2 separate regions of the Anas platyrhynchos genome follow, and region 2 is linked to region 1. Evidence: chromatin contacts called from public Hi-C data. All regions are on one chromosome and are shown on one strand. Each heading gives the region's core, a stretch centred on a gene start, on an enhancer-like site or on the middle of the called end of the contact. The rest is flanking DNA. Distances are from core to core; before and after follow the strand shown. Region 1 holds the start of DR1 (down-regulator of transcription 1). Region 2 overlaps BCAR3 (BCAR3 adaptor protein, NSP family member).

Region 1 (6,300 bases), core at 2,226-4,725:
CAGATTGAGAAACCCACGGAAACCATACATCACAAAAGGCGTCAAAGTGTCCACATTCTTCACACTACATAAACAAATAATTTTGATACAAAAATAAACATTCTTATAGACAGTTAGAGGTTTTTAGGTTTGGATAAAATATACTCTATATAATACTTCTGAAAACAGATTCTTGCATATAATATCATAGAAATAAAATAATACCAACCTGTAATGTTTTCCTTTTAAAAGGATAACAGTCCTTTCTAGAGGTCAAGGGCTCAAAGACAGCATGTAGAAATTCATCAGAAAGGATCACAGGATGAGATTCCTATAAGGACAGGAGGTGGGAGGAAAGCAACAAGAATGCAGTACTATTTTTCGGTGTTTAAAACAGTATTTGAGAGAACAGTCCTGTTTGTTGTCTATGGGACTTCAGTGATTTGTCAAATGTATTCACTTTGGTATAATTCTCCCACCGTTCTTTGTGTGAAGTCCAACAACGGTTAAACATCCCTTGCATCTCTGTATGCTTGAGTGTTTAGCTCCTGTACAGTGGGAGAAGAGACAGCTGCTGTCATGGGATTACATGACTTTGATTTTGTATAAATCAAACTTTGATTTTGTATAAATCTCTGAAAAGCCTGGAGAGATTTAAAATGAGTATTGTAATAATAAAAAGCAAAAACAGAAAAAAAGAAGGTTTAAAAAATGTAGTGTGCAGAATGTAGTACAGGAAAAGTTCAAGGTCCAGTGTGAAGAGTGATGCAGGAGAAAAGGCTTTTATTCCAGCAGCAGTTGGAATTCTGCTGCCAAGGTCAATTGTAGATTTAGTTCTAAAGAAGAGCCTGCCCAAAATTCAACCCTATGAAGAGGTCCTATCCCAAGGAGTGTCTTCTTAGAAGTTGTGACTGGGGATAATTACTGTCTGAGAGTAGAACCAGAAAAGATCTGACCAGTATCAAAATCAATTTTTCCATATTTGGCAGCAGCCAAATTGGTCTATCAACAGCAAAATTCTCAGTATTTTGTTTTATATGGTATTGTAGGGGAATCTTGAGTTATGTGATATTGACAGCTTGACAAATAAAATCCATGTTTTTGCAACTTTAATCTACTTCTAATATTATCATGAGAAAGCTGTAGCAAATCTATGTAGGATTTTGTCCATATATATATGTGTATATATATATGTGTATATATATATATATATATATATATTAACTTTATGATCCTGAAGTTATTTTTTCTTTGTACTTCTGAAATTCTTGTGGATAAATAATTTTCAGATTCTACATCTGTGAGACGGCAGGTAGCAACTGTATGCACTTCCATATGAACTAAGTTGCTGTGCTTCCCTGAAATTTAAGCTCTACAGACTTTCTGATCTATGGGGATGGGTAGGAGTTTCAATAATTCAGTATTCATTGAATAAATTCAACATGTTATTGATCACCTTGTCAAAATATAATGTTAACATTGCTTGCTAGCATGTAATCAAGACTGCAATTCTTTAATGTACTTTTTAAAGAAGTATAGAGAGGTGTGTTTCCCATGAGGAGAGTAGTCCGTAATCAGTATATCTTGGCTTTTGAATAGGTTAAGTCTGATTGAACCAGGCCCAGTGATTACAGAGTTTGAAAGAAAAGTGTTTGAAGATGGAATGAAAATGGATCTTTCAGCTGCAGATGAGGAAACAGCTGAGATGTTTACTAATATTTACCTTAAAAATTACAAACAAATTTTCCAGAGCCTGGGACAAAGTGCTGAGGATGTTGCAGAGGTAACCTACCAACAAATCTCTTCTCTTGTATATTTTTAATTTAAGAATGCACCAGTTGGTTGGTGATGTGTTTTTTTGTTTGTTTTTGTTTGTTTGTTTTGTAGAAGTGTTAAGATTTAAGTACATGGAATTTATGTAATTTAAAATAATTTTAAAAACCTTGAGAGAATTTCAAGTCTTAAACAAAACCAGTAAGAACATTAAAAGAATGTTCATTTTGCAATTTAAGACTATTGTGAACTGTAACTTACACGTGACTGGGGACACGGACCCAGTGAAGTCTGGGCATCCCACAGTGCTACCTTCTGTCTCTGCAGGGTTCCTACCTTTGGGAACCTTTGTTTAAAGCCTCTCTATCTCACTAATACTCCCTTCACTAATGCAAGGCTAATATGAAGTTCATTTGGCTACCGTACAACACCAAGGCATAATAGAAAATACCTGGACATAGTTCCTGGTGTTTAGGGCTGTCTGCAGGAAGGGGACAACAATTTCAGGTGCTGGCTACTACTGAGGAGCTTCAAGTGTCACCTGAAGCTTCCCTATCTTGCTGCAAAGCGCACTGTTCTGATCCTTTTCCAGTCAACAGTAAGAGAAAGTATCCACCTATTGTGGGCCCACAGGGATAACTTTGGAGGACTATGCAGGATACTTAAGTGTAAAGTGCTATCATCATGCTGTAGATGAACAGAATTAGGACCGTGAATAAGTACTTCTGGCTTTAACATTATTTTAAGAAAAAAAAATGTAATGACATTTTCATAAAACTACATGCAGCATTTTACACAGTTCTAAAACTTTATTCTTCCACTTTTCCTCTCCTTAGTTGAAAACTAAATGTTCAACTTACTATTTTGGTAAGGGTTCTTTAAAGATCTCATTTTTCTTTCTTGACAGCACACAGTAAAGATAATTCTTGCAGAAAACCCACCTTTTCGCCATCAGACCAACACCTTGTACACGCCGATGACAACTCTCAAATACGCAGATCCAAATGGAGATCTACCCATTGATATATTCTACAAAATGGTTTTTCATCATGACAAAATCTTCAGTGCAAGTCTTAACTTTATCAAATTGCTAAGGTGGAGAAGCAGAAAGAGCTTTGACCTAGGAAAACCCTCACAATAAGCACGAGATTGTGTAAACTGGAACATTGGTTGCAGTTACTATTTTGTTAAATGGCTTATGATTTGATGTAAGCTCCAAGATATTAACCTCAATGCATGTATCTTCAACTTTAGTTTGCCAGACCTTAAAATTAAAATCCTCTTAACTCTAGGTTTAGTCTGCTTTATAGAGATGTGTTTTCATGGAAACAAGCACTGACTGGTTCTCAAGTATTTAATATACGGAATATAATATATACATACAAAAAATAACCCGTGCTTCTTCACTGCTGACACTGTGCTGTGTGTGGGTCACTGCCTGCCTGTTCCTGCAGCAGCCCCGCAGCCGCAGCCCCGCGCTCGTTCCGGGCCCCTCCCCGGCGCCCCCCTGTCCGCGTCACGTGCCGCTCCCCTCAGCCCCCGGCCCGGCCCGGCCGCCCCACGTGACCCCGCCCCCCGCGGCGCCGCCGCTTCCGGCGCTGGGCGGGAAGGCCGGGAGGAGGCGGGAGGCGGAAGCGCGCTTCGGCTTCCGGCGGAAGCGCCGCCCCGCGCAGCCCGCAGTCAGAGCGTTTCCGCCTCGCGGCCGCCCTCAGCACCGGCCCGGCCGCCGCCGCCGGGGAGCGCAGCCGGGGGCGCGCAGCGCAGCGCAGCTCGGCCCGGCCCGGCCCTGCCCTGCCCAGCGGAGCGGGGCCCGCGTGGTGTTGCGGCCGCCCGCCCGCCGGCCGCTCCTGAGGCGGCGCCGCCGGCCCCCGAAGGATGTGGCGGAGGCGGCCGGGGCAGGCGCCGCGGCCGGAGGAGCGCTGAGCCCCGAGCCCCGCCGCGCCTCCCGGCCCGCCGCGCGCCGCTCGCCCAGCGCCGCCCCCGGCCCTTCCCCGCCCGCCGCCCCTCGCCGGGTCCCCCCGCGCTGGAGGCGAGGGGGAGCCCCTGAGCGCGGCAGCCAGCATGGCCTCCTCGTCGGGGAACGACGACGACCTGACCATCCCCCGGGCTGCCATCAACAAGATGATCAAGGAGACGCTGCCCAACGTCCGCGTGGCGAACGACGCCCGGGAGCTGGTGGTAAACTGCTGCACGGAGTTCATCCACCTCATCTCCTCCGAGGCCAACGAGATCTGCAACAAGTCCGAGAAGAAGACCATATCCCCCGAGCACGTCATACAAGGTGAGCCCCGGCGGCAGCCGGGCTTCGGGGCGCTCCTGGCCCCGCGCAGCTCTCTCCTCTGTGGCTTCTTGCATTGCGAGGGAAGGCTGGCTGTGTGGCTAGTGAGTGGTGAGCGTGCTTGGCATCAGCCCTTGTTTAGTGATTCAGAGGAGTCCGCGATTCTTTGGGAGAAGTCACTGCCTTCATAAACCTTTTTTGTAGCTGTGAAATAAGGTCTGCGTTTTGGAATGGCTGTGCAGGTTTATTTTACAGCAAGACCTGCACTTACTGAATGTTATTGGAGACTGACAAAAGAGACGCGATTGGATATGTGGGGTCCGGTTTCTAACCCAGAGCATTCCTGTCTGGACCTTACAAAGAGTAAAATATTTCCCCAGGGTTACCCACCAAGTATGATCATTTAATATTAATAATTCATATCTGATGGAGAGAGCACTTAAACGAGACATATTTCCTTGCATCTTTTTCAGCTGTTGCCTTCTATTTCCCATTGTTGAATTAAAATTTCCTCTTTGTGTCTTGTTTACTTTTTCTTTAATTTCTGCCCTAGTTAGGGAGTTTTCTTCCCTCATGGGTAAGTCTGCAGCAGGCATCTTTTGTCAGAAACCATTTGCTTTGTTTTTTAAGCGAAGATGGTTGAAGCCAGGGACTGCTGCAAACAAACTTGTAGCAATAATAGTGAAAGGGTGCTTCATTTCACTGCCTGGCTGAGCTGTAATCTGTAGTACTTGCAGTAGAGCTATTTCCAGGACTGTGAAGGTATCACGTCAGTCAAAAAAAAAAAAAGTTTCATTTTGTAATGGGCTGCTAGATTCCCTGTTTTAAAACAATCAGACAAAACAAAATTTGATTCCTATCAGCTTGCTTACCAGAAGTGTTTCAAGTACTTGACAAGGCTATGAACAGCAAAGAAGATATGGTGAGCTTTAATGTTAAATAAAAAGGATGTATACCTGGAAGCTTAGCAAAGCAGCTCTGTTACAGAAGCTCAGAGAGTGAAGAGTCAAGCAGGTGCCTGCACATGGAAATGTTCTTTGGGTGTGATGCTTCTCAATGCAGGGATAGTTTTTTCAAGTGATCCTTGAAAGTTTGGAGCTCAGTTCTTAACATGTGGGTAGAGGTAGTCTTTAAGGTTGAGCACAATAAAGAATTCCGGTATGGCAGTATTTTATGCTCAGTAAATGTGGTTCTTAGAAAACCTATTGCTGTCAGAGGATTATTGTTTTTTATTTATTTTGAAGACAAACTGAAATCAGAATGTCTATGTGTGTATCATCGGCAGGTGGTTTCCAACTGAGGATCTTGGTGAGCTTGTGTCTTTGTGTTATCTGACTTAGTAAAAGTTTGTTTCAGACTAGGTTTCTCCATTTTATTGAGATACTGCTGAAGAAAATTTCTTCCAGTACCTTCTTGTAGTGCTTCTGGAGGTGGGAGTTACTGTACCTGGACTTACTGCAGTCCTCACCTGTGGGGAGGTGTGTGTGCTGCTAGCTTGTGCCAGGTGCTGGTCAGTTAGCAGCTGGTACTTCTGTGAAGTATGAGGGTCTAGATTGTTAGGTGTGGAAACAGCAGAGATCTGTATATAGGGACAGCATTTCAGCACTTTTATTGATCTTCGTACATGCTAGGCACTTGCTCTTTTGACTGTCTTTTAGTGAAGCTTCATGACAGTGATGCTAACAAAGCCAGTAATTGAAATATGTTTGTGGTCATCAGGATGCCTCTGTCCTCTTAACTGTGTGAGCCAATTCCATTACAGGTGAAGTGAGGCTAATGGGTATCACATCGCAGCTAACTGGCTGCTGCCAAAAGGAGTCTCTTTGCACCCTCCCTGGAGCTGACTCCAGCAACCTCTGATCCGACTGCCCCTGTGGCTTTTGGAGGGGCTGGAGGCGGGACGGGAACCACGTTCTGTTGGGTGAGATCATGGATCTGGCTGTTCTGTAAACAAGCCGTTGCTGGGTGGTGAGCAGGAAGGGTATTTCACTGGGCAGGAGGAAGGGGAAAGAGACCCCTTTGCAGCTGGTGACACCCTGCTGCTGGGCAGTGTTAGAGGTAGTGTGAAACTGCAACTCCGTTGCTGTAATTACGGGTTTGGCAGCAGTGGTACTTAAACCACCCCTTCCTTTGCACTAGTGAAAGTGGCTGTGTGGCCACTGGCTGGGCTAGGGCTCTTCCCCCTGCCAGCAGCTTCTGATTCAGATGGAGGAAGTCCATGCCATGTTCCATTGTGTGGTAGTGCAAACACAGGGCTGGCACAGTGCCTA
Region 2 (6,300 bases), core at 2,646-5,145, 79 kb after region 1:
AGCATACGTTCTGCGGTCAAGCTGTACATTTCTGCGTTCTGTGCTATTTGTCGAGCTGTGATCAAGTGCTTGAGCATTATTTCACAGCTTTGGTCACTGCTTTCCCATAGGTCCATCCCTTCAAAAATGACAGCTTGTCGCTCCATTAAGGTAACAAGAGGCATCAAGAGTGGCACTGTTACGTTGTTCTGTGGAGAACTGATCATCTCTGGAATACAGAGTAACATACCATATCATCAGACATTGTAAAAGTGCTAACTGAAGAAGGTGGTATAATTGCAATATTCTTTTCAAAGTCAGAAACTGGTATTTGTCTCCTACTTTTCCTATTAGCACCTCACCTCAGATGCACCTGTCCTACAAGTTTCCAGTAAGTTGCTGGGGTTGGGGAAGATAGCCAGGATAAATTAAGTGTTGGAGAACTGTAATTGCTACAGGAGAAGGCTCTGCTGAAATATTGGTGGCACAGAGATTTTAAACGTGTTTAGCCACAACACAGGCTGTGGGAGCAGGAAGTATTCCTTCTCTAACCATTCTCGTAGCCACAGAAATGTTCAGAGAAATATTACCTCCCCCTTACACCCCTATGGAGACTAGGGCTGAAAAAAACCAAAACAAACAAACAAAAAGACTGATGCAGGAGCAGTTGATGTGATCAGAGGAATTATCTGACTAACCCATTCTTTGTATTTCAGAATTCATCTTCTGATCCTATAGGCAAAGCTTATAAAAAGCAAAAGCTGCCAGAAAAAACCTTTATCTTCCCTGTATAGGATGAGGGAGATTTTTGTCCCGTCTTTGAAGCAAGATGCTGCAGAGTCATTCCTCTCAGTTTCTGCTCTGCTGCATCTTCCACAGAGGTGGGCATGGGGTTGAGCAGACATGTTACATTCACACAATGCTACATTCTACATGGATGCAGGCATACAAGCACATGCTCTTGTGTGGCTGGCAGACTGTTTCCTTCTATTTCATTGTTTCATTCTATTTCATTAATCTACATTGTATAAGGTCATGTAGTCAATTTATGATACATGGTTATGAAACAGCAGTTGCCTCAGGTCCCTCCACCTGCAAGTGGTAGTGGGGAGAGGTAAAAATCTAAACAGAAAACAGTATCATTCTTGCTCACTCTTCCACTCACCTTGTCCTTCATGCAAAGCTTTGCTAAACGGCTTCAGCTGCTTTTCATACATAATGGCAGTCTGAGTATAATGATGTCTTAAAGAGGTCCAGGTTTGTTCTAACCTAGTGACCTGTTCAAATGAAATAGGAATATCCATTTTTTTACTTCAGTAATTCACAGAAGAAACACTGCTACTGTGTAAATTAGTTAAAATGAACCAACAAACAACTCCATGTTTTGGAACATAAAGTGAAAGCAGATTTTTACCTGTGGCATTTCCAGTGCTTTCATAATGGCAGAAAACGCATACAAATCCCCCAGCGAGTCCTTCAGCTCCACTGCGACTTGGATGATCCTGTTTAATGTTGCGGCTCTGTCTTCTAGATTTCCTGTGCAACCCAAGATATCCACAGCTATTCCTATTGCCATAGTATTATGCCTGCAAGTGAAACAATTTGTACTGCTAGTTATTAATTAGTAAAATAATAATACATTATGCTATACATTAATTCAGAGAAGATCAATTCAAAGGTTTATTTCAACATTTTGTACCTAGCAAACATTCTCATTTGCTCTTCTTAAAAATATCTTTGTACCAAGAGCAGCAGTGCCATTACACAGAATATATGTTTTTCCAAAATTATGTTCTAATACATTCTCCTAAGATACTAATTACTATTGTGCAGCCAGATCTCTTGTGGTACTCTGTTCAAGGAAGGTAAAACCTGGTTAATGGCCTGCCAGTGTTGTAGGATAGTAGTTGTGAAGTCCACTCAACAGTAAGCACAGATCATGACTGACTGCCTGAACTAGCCAAATGCGTTACTTTTAATTTCACTCCACACTTGAGTATGTCAAGCACACTTTATAGCATGCTAGCTGGCTGGCTATCCCTCACGTTTTGAACACAAAGTTCTGCTTTTTCAGTTCAGTCATGCGATGAATGACTGAACCCTGTAGAAAACAGCTCCACCCAGTTCCTGTTGTCCTCCACACAAATCTTGGGATCTTCCCCCTAAATTTCAGCAGCTGAACTACTGAAATCTGAATCAGAGAAACTAGATCAGGATAGAAGATGCTAATTATTACGCCTTAACTTGTGCAGAGGCTTTACAGAAAACTGCTGATCTCTGGTGGCTTTTTTTTTTGGATTGTTTTTGTGTTTTACTTTAAGGGCAGTTCTTCTGCCCTTTTCCCCAGTTGCAGAAGAATATTATCTTCATTCTATACCACAAACACATGCTCAGATAGAACATAGGTCCTCTGAACTTTACCTAAAATCCAAGTGCTTAAATGAGAGCTGAAGATGTTCAGTAAATCTAGGACCCTGCTTTCCATACCATTTGCCTTTCCCTATATTACCAGGATGGAGTTGCCCTATGATCTCAAGGAATTTATTTTTGCCAAAGAAGTGATAAAATATCTCACTAAATTATCTTCTGTACACATGAATTTAGAAAACCTTGCAAGAGTGCATTCTTTGAGGAGATGTTGAGTGCAAAGCAGCAATGCCTTCAACTTCATAGGCCCTGTGTAACAGGAACATTTACCTTTCAATTAGGTCCAGGCGCAGTTGGTGTCCGTAAGGCAGGGTAATCAGTTCAAGACCAGAGTTCACTCCCATAAGCCTCCTTATTTCTTCAGAAACTCCCAATATCCTTGCCACCTGACAAGTGCAAAAATTTGTGTTTTAGTTTTGAAACTTTTTTTAAAATAACAACAACAGAACTACCACAAACCTGCCCACAAAGAGGCACTCCAGGCTAGAGCAGGACACACACAGCTGAGTGTATAATGTTAGAATAGTCATCTAAGAACAACTTAATTAACTTACGGACAGTTGGTGCATCATATAAGAAGGCCTTTTTTCATCACAAAACTAAAAACGTGTGACCTAAATGCTGTAATTTATGTCTTTCACACCCAGTAAAAATTTTGTATGCAAGCTCCAGGAAATGTGGTGCTCTCTTGTCCTGATGCTTAATCAACATGGTACTGCTTTTTGGCCTTAAAGTACCTGCACATTACACAGTGTGCTTTGCTCTCGTCATTTCTAAAAATACAGCATTGCAGAGAATTGTTGAGTTCACACTAGAGGGTTCTCATAAGGATTAATCAGTAAAAGGACTTTTGGGAGGACACAACATTGAGTGCCTAATGAAGTCAGTATGGAAAGCTGCCACCCTCACCAATTTGTCCTTGCTTTCTAAACAGACAGCATTAGTTACTGGTTATATCTGTAACAATTAGATATGATAATTACAGGCAAAACTAAATTAATATAATGAGAGATTATCTGCTGGATTAAGGGCTGTACATCGACACATTTACAGACCTATCTGCCTGTTATTTCTGATACATCCATCACCAGGCTTTCTTGGTTATGAAAAGATGAAAGCAATCTGTCACAACAAGCCTTGCTGGTGCAAAATCTAGCACTGTTGAGAAACCTGTTTCTCTCCTAGAGAAGCAGGAGTGTGATACAAAGCCCTTGGATACACCCTGATTGCAACTACTTCACAAAGATCCCTCCTCAGGCATCCAGGTGGCAGACATTCACTGCATCACTAAATGAATGGGTGCTTCTTTCACAAATGAAATTTTCTATATACATATGATATATATATAATATATATATATAAATGCCATTATTGAAGAGGAAAACTGAGCTCCTGGTACCACAAGGAGGACTACAAATCTCAGCCTTATCACAGATCTCAGTACAAAGCATTCATTTTGGCCCAGTTCGCATGCCAATCTCATTGTATCATACTGCTCTTATCAGTGCAATAGTATGCAACAAGTCACCAGTGAATAAGTCACTGGCTCTCAGCTCCACGAGAAGACGACAAAATACAGACTTCTCTCTACCTGTCCCAGCTAGTTACTGTTCCTGCTCTAAAATACAAAAATCTGGATCTTTAAGACACTCCAGTGCCTCTTAACTAATTGTACAGGCTCCCACACTACCTACAGGCTAGTTTCCTTGGCCCCATTCCAAAGTTTACACATTTTAAAATAAGGAGATGGTTACTGGAGGAAGGCTGCAAACCCATAGGCTCCCCCTTCGTACATGAGCATCCTGGAGAGCTGCTGTCCTGCTCTAAGCTAACATGCCCCTACACCAAGTTTTTCTGAGTCACCATGTGTCTGAAGCCTCATGTAGCAGCAGCCAACGCTAAATGAGAATCAGATCCACAGCAATTGACAGGAGATTAACGAGATGTATGGAGCACTGAGAATTTGAGTCTAAAGTCAAAGCTGCTGGAAGGCACCTGTAATCCAAAGGACTTTTTGGCCTTGTTCTTCAAATGGAAAAACAAATCCTACCCTAAAAAATCCTGTAAGCAAGTCAACAAATTTATTACACGAGCTGCAAATCTACACATTAATCTTTTCAAATCAATGTTTGGAAAGTCTAAGCTCATACAATATAAAATATAATGAAAAAAATCTTTCTAAAATTACTTTTTTTTTTTCTTTTTTTACCTTGCAGTCCATCCTAAGAATATGCTGTGCAATAACCTTTGGATTGTTCTTGGTGAAAAGCTCCTTCACTCTTCTTAACATTGCTGTTTCCAATGGCTTGTTTTCAGGAGGAAGTAGTTTGGATTCAAAATCATTTGGTTTAAAACTAGACACTGTCTCAAAAAGAGGTGCAGAAAACATGCTGTTGTCTTCAGCCATCTCAGTTGAATCTTCTGAACAATCTGCAGAGTTCATTGTAGGGTCATCATCCAGGATCAGATAACTTGTTTCAGAGTTCCTGAATGAGTGTGTTCCCTTCTCCTTTCGTGCCAGATGCTCCACATAGCTGTTTTTCTGACACAAATGTTTTGTTGCTGGAGGATCTCTGGCAGGACTTAGTTCACAATAGTGTCCATCTGAACTGTGGGAAGCCACAGGAGAATCTGGGGCCTTTAGCAGGGATGCTTTGCTGGGTTTCGGTGGAGGCTTTGGACAGAGCTGACTGTCTGATCCTCTAAGAGCTTCCCCTACCTGTGTCTCAGAGGTGACTTTCTGAACACCTGTTGGGCTTAGAGAAGGTTCACTGCCTGTTCTAAATGCAGGAGAGCTTGGACAGGAGTCTGCATCTGCTTCAGGTAATTGAGAAGGATGTCTTGAACCTGCAGAAGAAAACAGAAAGAAAAAAGAAGTTACTATTTTTATGGTACAGTGACTTAGAAGGCCAAAACATATACAATTCCTGAGGAAATCGCCCGCTCATGTAAATTATTCACTGATTAAATGTATGTGAAATTGTATTTTGAGGAAAGAGCTAGCCAGCAAATTCCATTCAGTTGCTGATCCTCCCAAAATCCCAAATACACAGAACAGCTGCACTATAATGTTATTCTGTGGTAATGCTGACAATAACTCTAGTCCCTGCTGCATACATGGGCTATAATGTCAGAGCTGGAGAGCCTCCATGGCTTAGAATAAGAGGTTTCTATGTAACTTGATCTATGCTATAAAAACAGAAACTTCCAGCCATACCACATAAGAGATGAATCATTTCTGAGAATGGTAAGTTTAAGATGAAAGTTTCCCAAAGTCAAGCCTGAGCACGTAGTAAGGTATGGAAGGAATGAATTTCAGGGATGCTCATCTCTTTGCTAAACAGTAGCTGATTTGAAGATCTGAAGAAATAGATTCATATACTTCTGTGTTAAATATTTATGCCTCATACTGTATTCATTGCATACGTAAACCTCAACATCCCATACAAACCTGAACCCTAATTCCCAATCTCAGTTCTCATTGCATTTGCTGGTATCTACAGCTAAGTGGCTTTACTGCTTGTTCCCAAGGAACTGCTCTCAAGGAAACATGGATTTCCATGGAAGTGAATGCTACTTAACAGACCTTTAGAAAGACGTGAGACAATTCTCGTGAAGCACAAGCAAGGACACGAAATACTGTTGAAACAAATATCAATGCCAAGTGTAGCTGTCATTTTTTTGTGTGTGGAAGCCTGCTGAATTGCACACTGAAGTAATGAACTAGCTGGCACGCTGGAAATAAAGAACCTGTTCCTGTACTGAAAGAGCAATCAGTATATTAATTCAGCTTATATAGGCCAATAAGTACTAACTGTATATACAGTACTTAGAACACTCTACAGTCTCACTCTGGTCTGAAGTGTAACAGATCACCTGGGAGCTCACTGCTTG

The links. Hi-C and Micro-C count contacts between places; a contact is called where the count stands out from the background.
Region 2: a Hi-C map of F5 follicle shows a contact between it and region 1, with 2.0 times the contacts expected there. The contact joins the enhancer-like site here to the promoter of DR1 in region 1. A contact is called at or near these places in 2 of 8 Hi-C or Micro-C datasets (F5 follicle and skeletal muscle).

The regions. Positions count from the first base shown.
Region 1 is chr8:8,497,217-8,503,516 of IASCAAS_PekinDuck_T2T, forward strand. It overlaps DR1 (down-regulator of transcription 1), which reads left to right and starts at 3,476. Exons shown (of 3, transcript XM_005026565.6): 1 at 3,476-4,033. The coding sequence starts at 3,814. LOC101801995 (retinol dehydrogenase 8) reads left to right here. Exons shown (of 6, transcript XM_021276937.4): 5 at 1,579-1,762; 6 at 2,660-3,043. The coding sequence ends at 2,893. It overlaps LOC113844270 (a long non-coding RNA gene), which reads right to left and starts at 2,822. Exons shown (of 4, transcript XR_003498710.3): 1 at 2,694-2,822; 2 at 209-310.
Region 2 is chr8:8,575,611-8,581,910 of IASCAAS_PekinDuck_T2T, forward strand. BCAR3 (BCAR3 adaptor protein, NSP family member) reads right to left here. Exons shown (of 12, transcript XM_005026553.6): 7 at 4,616-5,253; 8 at 2,677-2,792; 9 at 1,394-1,565; 10 at 1,145-1,256; 11 at 1-208. Among named protein-coding and RNA genes, the nearest start is that of FNBP1L, 57 kb to the left of the region's middle. Within about 2 kb of position 3,896, at least 5 of the 8 cell types and tissues checked have an H3K27ac peak or open chromatin away from gene starts, as enhancers often do. A contact at or near this core is called in F5 follicle, where this site is marked.